Regions from separate parts of the Zea mays genome. Here all the other regions are linked to region 1. The links are chromatin contacts, called in public Hi-C maps. All regions are on one chromosome and are shown on one strand. The core of a region is the stretch at or near the end of the contact, and the rest is flanking DNA. Distances in the headings are between cores, read along the strand shown.

What was found. A called contact is a pair of places that touch in the nucleus more often than the background predicts.
Region 2: a contact with region 1 is called in a Hi-C map of tassel, with 2.5 times the contacts expected there. The contact joins the promoter of LOC100383526 here to the promoter of LOC103651023 in region 1. A contact is called at or near these places in 2 of 25 Hi-C or Micro-C datasets (ear and tassel).
Region 3: a Hi-C map of ear shows a contact between it and region 1, with 4 times the contacts expected there. The contact joins the promoter of LOC100273154 here to the promoter of LOC103651023 in region 1. A contact is called at or near these places in 8 of 25 Hi-C or Micro-C datasets (bundle sheath, ear, endosperm and 3 more).

Annotation. Positions count from the first base shown.
Region 1 is chr3:185,310,676-185,315,651 of Zm-B73-REFERENCE-NAM-5.0, forward strand. It overlaps LOC103651023 (transcription factor PCL1), which reads right to left and starts at 3,083. Exons shown (of 2, transcript XM_008676613.3): 1 at 1,830-3,083; 2 at 1-188. The coding sequence starts at 2,720. The coding sequence ends at 171.
Region 2 is chr3:185,050,100-185,055,075 of Zm-B73-REFERENCE-NAM-5.0, forward strand. LOC100383526 (Protein HESO1) reads right to left here and starts at 2,855. Exons shown (of 9, transcript NM_001176174.1): 1 at 2,733-2,855; 2 at 2,077-2,236; 3 at 1,193-1,354; 4 at 764-948; 5 at 586-681; 6 at 97-166; 7 at 1-16. The coding sequence starts at 2,227.
Region 3 is chr3:185,574,769-185,579,744 of Zm-B73-REFERENCE-NAM-5.0, forward strand. It overlaps LOC100273154 (putative protein S-acyltransferase 16), which reads left to right and starts at 2,753. Exons shown (of 6, transcript NM_001147600.1): 1 at 2,753-3,204. The coding sequence starts at 2,932.

The sequences.
Region 1 (4,976 bases), core at 1,833-4,332:
TTCTCAAATCCTATACACAGATATATCGAGGTTGTTGACGGCGTTGCTGTCTTGTGTCTTTTCTTCTTGAAGGCTTGTCGAACACGTCACTTGAACCCTCCTCCTCAGTTTTCTTGTCATCCGCTTTAGATGTCACGAGGTGCTTCGGGTAAGCTTTAATGCTAAAGCTATCATTTGTCTTTTCTAGCCTGCAGAGATAAATGTGACGAAGATCAACTCTTGAAACAAATCAAAAGACAACTGAAATTTGATCTTCGGCAAAGGCACACCCCAACAACTGCCTCAGTGGTTTGCAATTTATATGCTACGAGGACCCTCTCGTATTTACGGATTTAACAAGAAAATAGCATTATGGTGCTGTATTAGGATACATGCACACTACTGTCATTCTGTAAGACGTGATGGAGAATTTTCAATGCTCGAATCACACAACTTAACTTTCACATTCAGATAACAAAATCTCTAGAAACCCCCATAAGACCTTAGTCTTTCAGTCGTTTTGTTTTATAACGAGTCTTTCAGTTATAGGTCTACCGGTCGATGCTCCAGTGATTTCGGCAACATCCCCATTTACTCATTTATTTACTTCACTCGCTCCACTGTGAACAATTCCTCTACGGGCTAACTGAACATGGCGTGCTAGTTTCCACGAGCTGTTTCTCAGAATCCCACAGCCTGGAGCTAAGCAGTTGCCATATATAAAATCAAGGCAAAGAAAATAAGTCACCATATATGTTAGTTTCAAAAAAGACATGCCATCACCAGTGGAAAATTGTAAGGGTAGCCGATAGCCGTTTTCCTTGGCTGGCTCCAAAAATGTGGGGGGCATTGCTAGTTGCTACACCCCTCTTCCAGAAAGAAAGTGGGCATTGCTGAACTAAAGGGGTTCATGTAGTCTCGTTGTCAGTAGTGCAAGCAACGATATCAGAAAGCCACTGCCTAAAATGCTATTTAATCCTATGAAAGCACGCACTATGTTAATTCTAATATCGAAGTAAGATCGCAGCACAGCAGAGCACCTCTAAAGATGGAAACCCTTGCTCCACACAAGAGTGCTCTAGTTTGCAACCAAAGCCCAAAACTGCAGAATTAATAAGAAATCCAAAAATCAGAAAACTACGGGAAGTTGGAGAACTAGTCCCTTTCTTGGAAAACTGGTCCCTGTTACCCTGGTACTAGTACCAATAATACACACAAGTACCCAACAAATCAGCATCGGATAAACAAAATATCAGTATCTTCTATCTTATATTAAGGCAACACAAGTTCCGAAAGAATCGAAATAACTAATCAACTCTCTGAGGCAAGTTTGCAGCACGGGCATAAAAGTTGCCTCCACTATCTGCCCACCACGAGATTCATTCCTAATAACTGGTACTAGTAATTTCTGCAATCTAACTGATAAACTTTTGATTTGAGAATGACGGTTCATCTATGACGAACAAAAAGGTTAGCGCTCAAATAACCTAATGTAGAATGTTGACATGTGCGTTAGCTTTAGATTACCAAACTACCCATAAATCGCCGAACAGGATTGGGTACTACAAAGTAATCTAAGCAAAGGGCAACAGGATACTGCTTGTATCTCCGAACAGCCAATGCAAATCAAACAGAAACCACGGGCCACGGCTTGGTAAATTTGAGAAGAAAGTGTGGTCCATATCTAGATGTCTGCACATGTGCACTTGAATGTCTCAGAACAGGTTGGCTTGGACAACGACTAGAAGTAGAATATCGTTTCACATTTTGAAATGGATCCAGATACTTTTCGACCGGCTTCAGTTTATTTTGGTACGTAAACATTCAAAACTGAAAAACATAGCACTTACTTCTTTGTCGCGTTCCAGCTTCTCGATGTCGCAGGTGCTCCGGGTGGAGGTGTCAGAGGGTTGTTGGGGCCTGGAGTCGGAGGGACTGTATGCCGGAGGAGGCTGCGGCCCTGCGGGGCTGCGCGCTTGTTGCTTGAGGTAGATGCGGTACTTCTGGAGGTGGCTGGCGACGTTTTCGCGGGTGAGGCCCTCGACGTTCATCAGGCGCACGATGGCCTTGGGCACGGCGCCCTTGTCGCCGAGGTGCTCCACCGCCGCGACGAACCGGTTGTGCAGCTCCGGCGTCCACGCTATCCTCGCCTTCTTCTCAGCCCTCCCGCCTCTGCACGCGCCGGATGCGGATGCGGCGTCCTCGCTCTTCCCGCCTCCGCACGCGCCGGTTGTGTAGGCGGCGACCTCGCTCTTCCCCTCTTCCTCCTTCTCATCATCGTCCTCGCCGTAGCAGCCCAAGGACAGGCGAGTATTGGGGGGCTTGCGCGCGAGGGCAGGGGAGTCGAAGGCGGATGAGGGGAAGGCGGTGCGCGGGACGTCAATGCCGAACGCGGCAGCGAGCGCCGGAGGGATGAGCGGGTGCGAGACCGGCGTCAGCTCCTCCGCCGTGGGGAGGCCGTGCTCCCACTCGAGCACGCGGCCGCACGCGCCAGAGCCAGCGCCGCCGTCGTCGTCGTCTTTCATGTCCCTGCGGCGGATTGACGAGGATGAGGACGAGGGGGCGGGCGCCGTGGGGTCGTGGGCCGGCCGGTCCCTGCGTTGGGTTGACGAGGATGAGGACAAGGGGACGGGCGCCGTGGGATCGTGGGCCGGCCCTCGCGTGGGGAGGCCGTGCTCCGACTCGAGCACGCGGCCGCGCGCGCCAGAGCCAGCGCCGCCGTCGTCGTCGTCGTCTTTCATGTCCCTGCGGCGGGTTGACGAGAACGAGTACGAGGGAGCGGGCGCCGTGGGGTCGAGGGCCGGCCGTCACGTGGGGATAACATAAATATTTCCCGGATGGGGCTTGCTGGGATTCTTCATTCTTCTGGGTTTCTGAGTTGTCACACACGGTGATCCGTGGGCGTGGGTGCTGACCGCTGAGCAAGTCGGTCGGACGGATAGTGGCAGAGAACAGAATCGACCCAAACAAGCGGTTGCCGTCGCATGGCGTGGCGCACTGGTGCCGTAGACGCCGGGACCCAAACGTGCGTGGATATTGCCGTAGCTGGCTGACGTGTGGAGTCGGCCGTGGTTTGATCTTGTGTGATAGCGGCCGTACGTTACAGCAGAGGAACGATTCGCTGGTAACGAAACTCGTCTGTGAAGACGGGTAATGTCGCTGTTTCGAAATTCCGCTCCAACAAATAATTTTGTATGTACTTCTGATGCTGTACTATGTAGACACAAGGTCTATACTATTTGGGACCGAACATCTCTATATTTAATCTTTGGCATCTGCGCTATAGACACATTTGTTACTTAATACTCGCGGTAGGGGTTACGAGTCAAAAGGTGAAAAGAGGAAGGAAGAGTTCTTTTGAACGTGGCGATGGTTCATTCCGGCCTCGATGGTCCTCTCGTTCGTATGTTCTTCTTGTGTGTTGTCTGTGTTGGTCGTGAGTCCCTCCGTCTGATCCTCCTTTTCTTAGTGTCCCTCCCCGTCTTATGATCGACCTCTCCTTTTATAGGTTAAGGTAGGGGTCGATCGCATGTAGCTTCCTCGAGAAGGAGCTACTATGTTGTGGTAAAACCAAGTGTTTTACCCTGGTGAAACTATGTTGTCCGTATGCGTCTTGGTCATATGGTTGTCTCTGATCGTGTTCGTTACGATGGACGGCATGGGCGGCAAAGAGTCCTGGCGCCATCATTGTCGTCCTGACGCCGTGCTGAGCCCTGGTCGTTGTAGCCTCTGTCTTGACACGGTTTGTTGTATTGCGACGTACCAACATCGTAGGCGTCGTGCACGCAACGAGCGTCGGTATGCTGGTTCCATTCCAGGTCGTGTTCAAATCCATCATGACCATATGAGTGGTGATGCAAGAATCCGAGCCGACTACTTTTGCGAACAACCGGTTTACACGGATGCTCAATTCCGGAGGAGGTGTCTTTTTTCGTACGCACATCTATTCACGTCCATAGTACGTGCTTCACACTTGTACTGACTATATTTTGCAATATAGGTTTCGCATGCGTCGCCATGTGTTTAAGCGCCTCGTTCTTGCTGTGCAACAAGTGGATCCCTACTTCGTTCAGCGTCCAAACTGTGCCGGTGAGCTAGGTCTATCTGCTCTTCAGAAAGTTGTTGCTGTTGTTTGTATCCTTGCATACGGTGTTCCTGCGGATGCCGTTGACGAATACGTACGAATTGGTGAATCTACGGCACATGAGGCTTTGGAACACTTTTGCACCACCATCCAAACCGCTTTTGGGGGTACTATCTCAGGAAACCTACTCTTGTTGATATCGCTAGGCTACTCCAAGTTGGAGAGTCACACGGCTTCCCTGGTATGCTTGGTAGTGTGGATTACATGCATTGGGAGTGGCGTAACTGCCCAACTGCATGGAAGGGGATGTTTACCGGTCGCGGTAAACACCCTACAATGATCCTCGAAGCAGTTGCCTCATATGACCTATGGATTTGGCATGCATACTTTGGCATGCCCGGTAGCTGTAACGACATCAATGTTCTTCAGCGTTCAAACCTGTTCGATTCACATCTTACCGGTGATAGTCCACCAGTCACTTTCTCCGTCAATGGACACACGTACAACATGGGATATTACCTAATAGATGGTATTTATCCGGACTGGCCTGCGTTTGTCAAGACAATCCGTCATCCGTATGATGTTAGGACCCAGCACTTTACCACTATTCAAGAGTCTGCCAGAAAAGACATTGAACGAACTTTTGGAGTGCTATAGAAGAGATGGGCCATAGTGAAAGGGAAATGTGCCCTTGGGCCATTTCTAAGTATTTTGGTGATTTAGTGTCCAACACAAGTGCCTAAGTGTTAAATGGTGGACAAAGTACAGATCAAGTATAAAGGTATGTTTCTCAGACTTAGTACATTATTTTAGAGACTAACGTATTGTGTCTAAGTGCTGGAAACAGGAAAAATCAAGTTGAAATTAAAGATGGCTTTGTTCAGCCAAAGTCAGCTCTGTCTGGGTGCACCGG
Region 2 (4,976 bases), core at 1,605-4,104, 260 kb before region 1:
TCAAAAAGTGCTGCTTCTGCATGTGAATGTATTGAGTTAAAAACTAGGCACCAACACTCTAGACAATCATCAGATAAAAAGAAATTTTCATTTAACCTGTAACATCTCCTGCAATATTCCCTTCATAAATCTCATTCAGAGGTGGTAGAATTGGTGGCTCAGATGTCTAAAAATACAAGTTAATAAGCAAGTCATTTATACCTCGTTTGGATGTAGAAATAGAAGCACATAATTGAGAATTCGAAACAGCTTTCCTAAATTATGTTGTTTGGTTGCACGTGGAATTGAGATTTGGAATTAGAGGCCCAATTCCCTGGAATTGGACTATGACTAGAAACCCCCTCTCCCAATACAAAGCCTCGCCCCACGGTATTGCGTGGAATTAGACCGCACAATTCCAAACTCCAATTCAGTGACATCCAAACAATAGAATTGGAATTACATCTCATTTCAATACCATGTATGATTTGGTATTCAACCCAATTCAATTCCATCCTCTCCAATATCGACGTCCAAACGTAGCATTAGTGAAACCATAAATAAGTAGGAACACATAGAGAGATACTTAGGTATAAGAAACAACACCTGAAAATGATAGAGGACAAGTAGGCAAAGCGAATAAGAGTTGAGGGTCCCGCTCTTTGGATCGTTAATGTTTTGTGCTTTTGCCCATTCCTTGATCTGGAAGGAAAGATGATGATGAGCATTCAGGTTACCCAACAAAAATTGTGGCAGCAAAAACTCTTAGCTAACTAGAACATACCAGCAAAACCATATCACCAAACCGCTCATCTACAGTATTGACCCAGTAGAAGATTTTGGACTTAATTCGACCAGCAAAGTTGCCAATTGATATATCACAGGAGATGCCAAATTGCTTGCTCACATATTGAAGGACTGGAACTCTTGCATGTGGGATGAACTGCATCTGCATGTATCCAGTAACACCTGAATAAATAAAAGGAAGAAAACCAAGTGTAAATGAGAAAGTTTTGTAATAGTTATGGAGATATGTCAATGGTGGTTCCTATCATAGTGAATCAAGCAACCATGGAACAAAAATATCACTCTTTAGCCACAAAGTCCAGGATAACACAAGTATATCATGATGCTTAAAGTTATTTCATGAATGCTGAGTGTGCAGTATGATATGGATATTTATCTATCTTGAGAGCACTATAACAAAGATTACCTCGACTTAGTAAAGCTTTCCTAACATCTCTCAAGGCATTCTGCTTCTTTTTCTTGTTTATTGGGTGGTTTGAACCATTCCCAAACTGAACTGACAAATCTAAGTCACCTGATTTTGAGTAAAGATCTGATACAAAAGACCCAAACGGTTTGACAGCAGCACCTGTTAAAGGAAAAGTTTAAAATCCATTAAAGAGAGACATAAAAATATTATAATTATTAAATGTATTAACTTTTCCTGTGTCATCAAGATACCCCAAATACCGATGCATTTGTTAAGAATAGTACAAAGCGGGGGGAAAGAAGCTTCTCAGCTTATTAATGTTTGCAGCTCCATTCTAGTAATACAGACACTTTTAATTTCACCATCTAGCCCAGTACTGGGTAAGGATAAGGATGGTATTGCACTATAGCATGAAACGAACTGTTGCGTACTGCCATAGGCAACTCGTATAATGCCATTGACAACAGAGGCTCCAGCAGTGAGGTTATCATTGTTTGTCACATTTCGTGCAAATAAACCTACCCTTTCAGAAATATGAATTTCACAAGCTTACCAATCCTCATGTAGTCACATTTCCATATTATATTGTTCAAACAGTTCAGGTCGAATTTAATCTCTTCATGAACACAACGGAGATTGAGATTTAACTTCCACGTGTATATTCTACTATAAATAACTATTCCTTTCAGTAATCTACCACAAAATCCACAATACAATGGTCACATGCAGGGAAAAACATCTTCAGTACCACAGCCAATGTATGATCATGCTTAAGTGTCAAAAGTGACATAATTGCACCTTAACTAACATCAGGGGTCACAGGTGGAAATTGAAATACAGTTAAGAAGGTCTCAATTGAATCAGAATCAGATAAAAGTTACCTGACAGAGATGCAAGAGAATGGATACAATTTTCCAGCTCCTGAATTGTGGATAACCGCTTGCTTCTATCATCCTCTACTGGTTTGATTAGTGCAAGGATGTCCTTGATACACTTGTTCAGCACAATATTGTCATGAACAGAATCAACCATGATGAAATCCTGCATCCATCAAGTAGCATTCATTCAAATAAGAATAAGGAGCGGAAATTGATGTTGCATGGACACTGCTGAAGAGAAGGGTATTGGGGCTTGGGAGACAAAAACCAAATTGCAGTGCGTGAAAACTAAGGGTGCGTTCGTTTGTGCCGGATTTGGCCAAGAATCATTCCAGCTCATCGACTCTTATATAAATTAGACAAACAATCCAGCTAAGAATTATTCCGGGTGCTCAATCCACTGGAACCGAACAGGCCCTAAATGTCTAAAGAAGCATTGCGTCACTGAATACGGATGGTTCCATATGTCCTCGCAGGGCGGACCCACCAATATAGCCGATAATTTTTGCCACAAAACAAAGTTTGTAGAGATAATACATGCATACAGTTACACTTATTAGATCAGACCCGAATGCAGAAAGCCAAATAGCTCAAAATTAGGGTTTGGGTGATCCGTTTTACACAGGAGGAAGGCAAGAGAGGGGTGCGGGCGGGCATACCTGGTGTGGTGGGTGCTCGTCGCTGGCAAAGGGTCGGACGAAGACCTGGGCACCTGGAGTACGGCGGCGGCGGCGGCGGCGGCCAAGGGCCTGTACTGTTCAGTCGCCTGACCCCGTTGATGCAGATAACGGCGGAAACGTGACTCGAGACTCGAGTCGAGGTCTAGTATTGATCTCGGCCTCTCGGGCCAGGCGAAGTTGGAACGGGTAAACAGCAAAACTGGTATTTATAATGATGTGCGGGTGCATGAGCACATGAACTAGGCGGGTACGGCTCTTTTGCTTCTAACTACTTCCATTATTATATTCGTTATTATAGCATCTTCAAGAATTTTCAAAACCCACTTTAATCTTGACTTTTTGGTTAATTAAAAAAACTTTCCTCAACAACTATTTATCTTAAGTAGGGTGATTTGACTGAGTAATTTAAAAATAGCTTAGGAGATATTTAAAACGGTGGAAGAAAAATTAATAAACATGCTACTTATTTTTAACAGCTTGCAAATTCATTAATTATCTATTATATTTTATAGAAATTATTGGACATATGTCTCTCCGGTGTGTCCCCATGCGGCACCGACACCAAACGGATGAAGTTCTTTTGGCCTAGCCGATAAAGAGCGAGAGTCATCTACTACAAAGATAAACCTGCTATTCATATGTTTCTCCTTCATCTATGGCTGAACATAGTAGAGCTGAAGTGATATAAACTAAATTCTAATATCGTCTTCAATTTCACATCATGTGTCCTTCCATGTGGTGATATTGGGATTTCAAAAGAAAATAGATGATTTATTCTCATTTTTGGCATAACATTTCCCTCTTTCAGAAACTCGCACGACGTGCTATTGGCTAAGCAGTAGAGCATGTCTTTAATAATTATGTCGGTGTGTCTAGGCTGTAAGAATTTCCAGGAACATGGATAGTTCAATATGCTCATTAGTGACTAGCATAAAGATGATTGTTTTCAAAATAAAACCTATTAATTGATGTTGGGCTAAACCTTAGTAAGCATGAATGGTGTATCAAAAGCATCCCCCTCAACCTCCTTCCACGCATTTTAGCCATCACACTAGTCTTCTCATCCTCGAACCACACTGGCATACTCTATAATCAATGAAGACAACTCTTGGTCGTCCATTCCTTAATGCCCTCAAACTAGACCTTAACATGTTAAAGGGGAGAAGATCACACAACTTTCACATGAATTTGAATAAGTATATTGTCACATAACATGATTGAGTATAATAGGATTAGTGATAATATTATAACACATATGTTAGTGCTCCAACAACAAAATTGGACAACAGACAAATCTTATATGTAGTCGCATGAATATAGTATAATAGCTTTGTTGTTGGGATAAGTGCACTCTAGTCCTAGGTTTTAAACTTATCAAGATTCCCACTTTTGCCCAATGAGTCTCAAAGTGAATATTCATGTCCTTAACTTTTAAGAGCCTTGGTCTATGTGAGAAGTCAATGATTGGATATATGAGTTTGAGTATGTTCCATGTCAGATCCGCAGTTTGCATGCTAAAATAATTGTCCTTGAGACTTCTTTAGAATATAAGGGAAGAGACATAGATGTGTTCACCAAATTTATTCATAGAGCCAAAGATACTCACCTCCAAGACTTCCATAGATTTATTAGAATTATTATTGAAGCTCTACCAAACAAGTATGCCTATATGTGCAAATTTCTCTTGCTCCAAGATGACACTAATTTACTTATTTTGGTAAAAAAAATATATGTTATCCATTTTATGATTTTTATAATAAATTTAGTGTTGGGACCCCTTTTAATTTTGTCCATCTATATATATAACTTTTGTGAGGATTACCACCACTATATTTGTTATAAAAAATACTTTCATAATATATAAATTATTTATTTAAGATATTACATTATGCATATATATTGATATCAAAGTTGGAATGTAACTTAAAATAATATGTTGAGGAAGTATTATATTGAATCAGTGCGCTACAGTTTGAATTTTGAATGATAGGTTCCATAAGAGCAACTCCAACGGTTTCCAATATTCAATCCCTAAACTATATTATAAGGAAAAAGGAAAAATAAAGCTCCAACTGATCCCTATGCCATCTCCCAATCGGGTCACACGTTCACACGCTAGAACTGAGCTTCGTGTTGCGAATATTTGAGATGGCGTCTTCGCTCCCAATCACCAAAATTTGCTTTTTCCCACGCCATCCTCCTGCCTTCGCGCCTCCATCGGGA
Region 3 (4,976 bases), core at 1,503-4,002, 260 kb after region 1:
CTGTTACTCACACGTTACCATAGCAAGGACAATGACTCACCATTACTCGTGTGTTTCCAAGAAAAGGTTCACAACCTATCAATGTTGCATGGACTGAAGTCATCATGACTCCCGCTGATTACTCATGTGTTACTAAGGCGGAGGGAATCTAAACGGCTCCGCCTATACGCCTCTACGCACAACAGGCGTACCAGGCTACTCCGTATTCTACTACAACAAGCCATCACCCACCTGAGGACACGACAAGACGTGGCAGTAGCCAGTCGGAGAAGCAACACATCGTCCAACAAAGATCTTTGTGTGCTGTCAGTATTAATTATTCACATAATGTATTCCTTCCATTATGCTCCTGGGCCCGCATGTCGGAGCTCAGCATCCTTGTATGTACCCCCCTTAAACTATAAAAGGGAGGGGACACAGCGTTACAAAAGACAGGGTCAATACAACTTACGGACAGTGGATGTAGGGTATTACGCTCCAGCGGCCTGAACCACTATAAACCCTCGAGTGTTCTTGTGTTCATCCAAAATTCATCAATCAGACAAGCGCTTAGGCCTCCTCCTCATCTTAGGATTAGGGCGGGTGCATTCCGCCACCCGACCGGAGGATTTTCCCACCGACAAATACGTCCAAGCTTGACAATAGGGAGATGGCCCTCATTATCAAGAGCTTCTGGCAAATCTTCAATCAATTAAAGGGGAAGGACTATAAACCTCATTCCAAGAGGGTTTGCTATCGATGTGGTAAGTCATGTCACTATATTGCAAAATGTCCATATGCTAGTGATAGTGACAGGGACGATGACAAGAAAGAAAAGAAGAATATAGAGAAGAAGAAATTCTACCACAAGAAGAAGGGCGGCGAGGCGCATGGGACTCTGATGAGAGCCCCATCGACTACTCCTCTGACGAGGACGCCGCCAACATCGCCGTCAATAATGGTCTTCTCTTCTCCAAAGTCAGCCATAAGTGCCTCATGGCAAAGAGGACAAAAGAAAGGTACAACCTAGAAGCACCCTCAATTATACTACTTCCGATGATGAGAGTGATTCTAGTGAAAATGAAGAAAAACTTGTCTTTGCTCTTTAAAGGCCTTAGCTTCAAGTTAATTGAGAAAATCAATGAATTAGTGAAATTTATTAACGAGTAGGATGAACTCTTAGAATACAAGATGATCTACTCAGGGGCGGATCCAGAATTTTTCTATGACCCGGGCCAAATCTACTAAATTTCATTCTCTTAATTTTATCTTAACTATTTTATACCGTATTAAATAGAGACTTAAATAGAGTTACATGGATCAAGCCCCGGGCCACGGCTCGGGTGGCCCGGGGTGTAGATCCGCCCCTGGATCTACTCGTTAAGGAAAATGAGAATTTTGTGAAGCAACAAGCTAAAAACTTGCAACAATTCAATTTCTTGTCTTAAATCTGATAATGTTAATTTGATTGCTAAGATTGAAGAATTGAATGCTTGCCTTGTTCCTACATCTACCTGAGCATGTTACTATTTATAATAGATATAGAGATGTTGATGTTGATGCTATTAATGACCACCTTGCTTTAATTAAAGACCAAAATGATCACATAGCAAAGTTAGATGCTAAAATTGCCGAGTGTGAGCTTGAAAATTAGAAATTTAAATTTGCTCGTAGAATGCTTTATAATGGGAGACGCTCTGGCACTAAGGATGGTGTTGGCTTTCAACCTAGGAGCAAAACAAACAAAATTCCTCAATTTGCGAAGGACAAGGTTCCTATGGTGCATGATAGGGAAGATTACATTTTATATTATGAGAACTATCATGCTCATAAGATTCCTAGAAAATCATATGCTAGAAATGCTCATGCACATCATCATGCTTATATTTATGCAAATGAAACACCTAGCCGCATTCTACTTCTCATGCTAAAACTGCAAAAATGCCTAAAAAGAAAGTTGTTGATGCATCTACTGAGCCAAAACTGTCGTTTAAGACTTTTGATGCATCTTATGTTTTTACTAATAAATCTGGCAGAGTAGTTGCCAAATATGCTGGGGGTAGGCACAAGAGTTCAAAAACTTGTGTCTGGATATCTAAGGTGCTTGTTTCTAACATGAAAGGACCCAATACCGTTTGGGTACACGAGAACAAGGCATAAATCTGTGTTGTAGGTTTATGCATTCGACGGAAAAAATTGGATAATGGATAGCGGATGCACTAACCATACGACTAGAGAAAAAAGATGTTTTTCTCGTACGAGAAAAATGATGATCTTCAAAAGGTGTTTTTGAAGTACATTTTGAGGAGTTTCGAAAATTTCATAAAACTGGTCTCTAGTTTTAGTTTTTTGAAGTTAGAGCTCGTGGAGCTAGACTTGTTTGATAGCTGAAATAGACTTGAAATTCTTATGAAGCTCTCAAAAAGAGCCTAAAATTTAGTAGGCTAGATGCTAGAACCTAACAACTCCTATATATTTAAATAACTTTTTATATATTATGGTATATGACGACATATCATCTCCCCCTCTTGCTGTCTTGGCCGCAGCCGTCGCGTCGATGCAAGTTGAGACGTCCCTGCCTGGCTGCCTGGCTCCCTGCCGCAACCGCATCAACGACGCACGGCGCCACGGCCACGGCACGGCACCACGCGCTCAGACGTCCACGGGCTACCAACCCCAGCTCACCGCACTCAACCCATTGCTGCCACGGCGATCACCTCACCCACCCCGCGCACTTTTCTCATCGCGCCAACGCAAACACCACAGCGCAGCAGCAAGCGAGCTAACTGGAGTACAAAGCAAGCCAATTCGCTCTGTGCCTGTGCCGCTGCCTACCGTCGCGCGAGACGGGCGAGCTCCTCTCCCGGCCGCCGACGCCGCGGGGGATTCCTTTTCCCCGGAATGCTCTGCCGCTCCGTCCGGGCGGAAGAGGAGCACTAGGCGGCGGCTCGGATGGGGCGCCCGGGGTACATCACGGTGCCCATACTCTCGGTGCTCGCCGCGATCGGCTATGTCTACTACACCACGGTGTTCCTGGCGATCCCCGCGTGGCTGGGGCTCTCCTCGGCGACCGGGCTCGCCAACGCCGCGGTCTTCAGCGCGCTCGCCGCCGCCTGCGTCGCTACCTACGCCGTCGCCGTATCGCGCGACCCGGGCCGCGTGCCAGCGTCCTTCGTGCCCGATGTCGAGGACGCCGGGAGCCCCATCCACGAGATCAAGCGCAAGGTACACTCTACTCACGGCCCCTGCCTCCCTCCGTCTGACCGTCTGGGCCATGAACCACTCCAGATCTCGCGGGCGCCCCCGCCGCGTGCTGTGAAGTTTAGATCTACGTAGTGGGATGGTAGTCATATGTGTAGGATCAGAAACTTTGTTAATTGTTACTAGTTCAGATCTTAGGATTAGATTTCGAGCAGGTATTGCCTCCAAGCAAGGTCCGGCGCCGCGCGCGAGATTTGGATTTTAATAGTAGGAATCACGCGAATGCTCCTATACCTATTGGAGCGCCGAGTGCCTCGGTGTTGCGATCATTTGGTGGGCGAGGAACTGTGTATATGTGTGCGTTAAGCCATTAACATCTTTGCTCTGAATCCTTGCACTGTCCACTCATCGTCGGTGCTCTGATTGAGTGACACTGCTATCCAAATTACTCCAGGTGGGAGATGGGAATATTCTCTTGATCGTTGCATAGCTTTGGTATTATGGTTTAGATCTAAGCATGAGGGCTGCGTACCTGGTACCATGCTATATGTAGACTTACAGTAATGACATATGTTGCAATACACTGCTATCCAAATTACTCCAGGTGGGAAATGGGAATATTCTCTTGATCGTGCGCATAGCTTTTGTATTATGGTATAGATCTAAGCTTGAGGCTCTGTGCCTGGTACCATCCTATATGTAGACTCACAGGAATGACATATGTTGCAATTAAAGGACAAATCTAGTTGGTATTATGGTATAGATCTAAGCATGAGGGCTTTGTACCTGGTACCATCCTATATGTAGACTTACATGAATGATATATGTTGCAATTAAAGGACAGATCTAGTGTCGGTGGCTCACATATGAGCGAAATCCGATGAAGTGTTGGTATTATGGTATAGATCTATGCATGAGGGCTCTGTACCTTGTACCATCCTATATGTAGACTTACATGAATGACATGGTCCAGAGAAAGGGTTCGTGTGCACCTCTAATAGGCGTCGGACTCTAACAGACAGAGTGTTGGACCGGCACAGAGTTAGCCCTATGGCTAACCCTAACTTCACGATCACAGCGATCGTCACATCCTGAGCATTGGTTCGATGATGGACGTCAGACCAGTCCGACTCTCCCCATAGCTCTTTGGTTGTTTTTGGGAGAGCGTTGGACTCTGATGCGATGGTACGATGGTTGCAAACACGGTTGTACTGGACGGGACGATGCACTATTTACATGAGTGGTCCCACTGTTAGCCACGTAGGAAACTTCATTTAGTATCGTCGAACCCTGAGCATTGGCCCGACAAGGACCGTCGGACCAGTCTGATGCTGATGGATACTCTTTGGTCATTTACAGCAGGGCGTCAGACCCAGGCCAACGATGATCTAACTATCGTTGGACTATGGGTGTCGAACCATACAACTCCATAGTGGTTGGCACGGCAACAATAACATTGAAATGGCTAGTACATGTGGCAAGCTCTAAGAGCATCGGACCGGTGCGACATGGTCCGACGGTGGGTGTTGAATGGCCCGACGACCCTAATTTCTACATAGTGAAGGTACCAACGGCCAGTTGCCTTTTGGGACCTTATAAATAGAGCTTGGTTAGGCTTGGGGTTAACATCTTGGCTTTCCAACTTGAGGTACACCTAGTAATCCTAAAAAACATCTCACTCTCATCTCTAGTGATATTGATTCGTTCAAAGTGAGATTGAGAGTGATCTCTAGTGATTTGCATTAAATTGTTGTATCTATTGGCATTAGTGATCATATTGAGCTACAAGTTTCTTG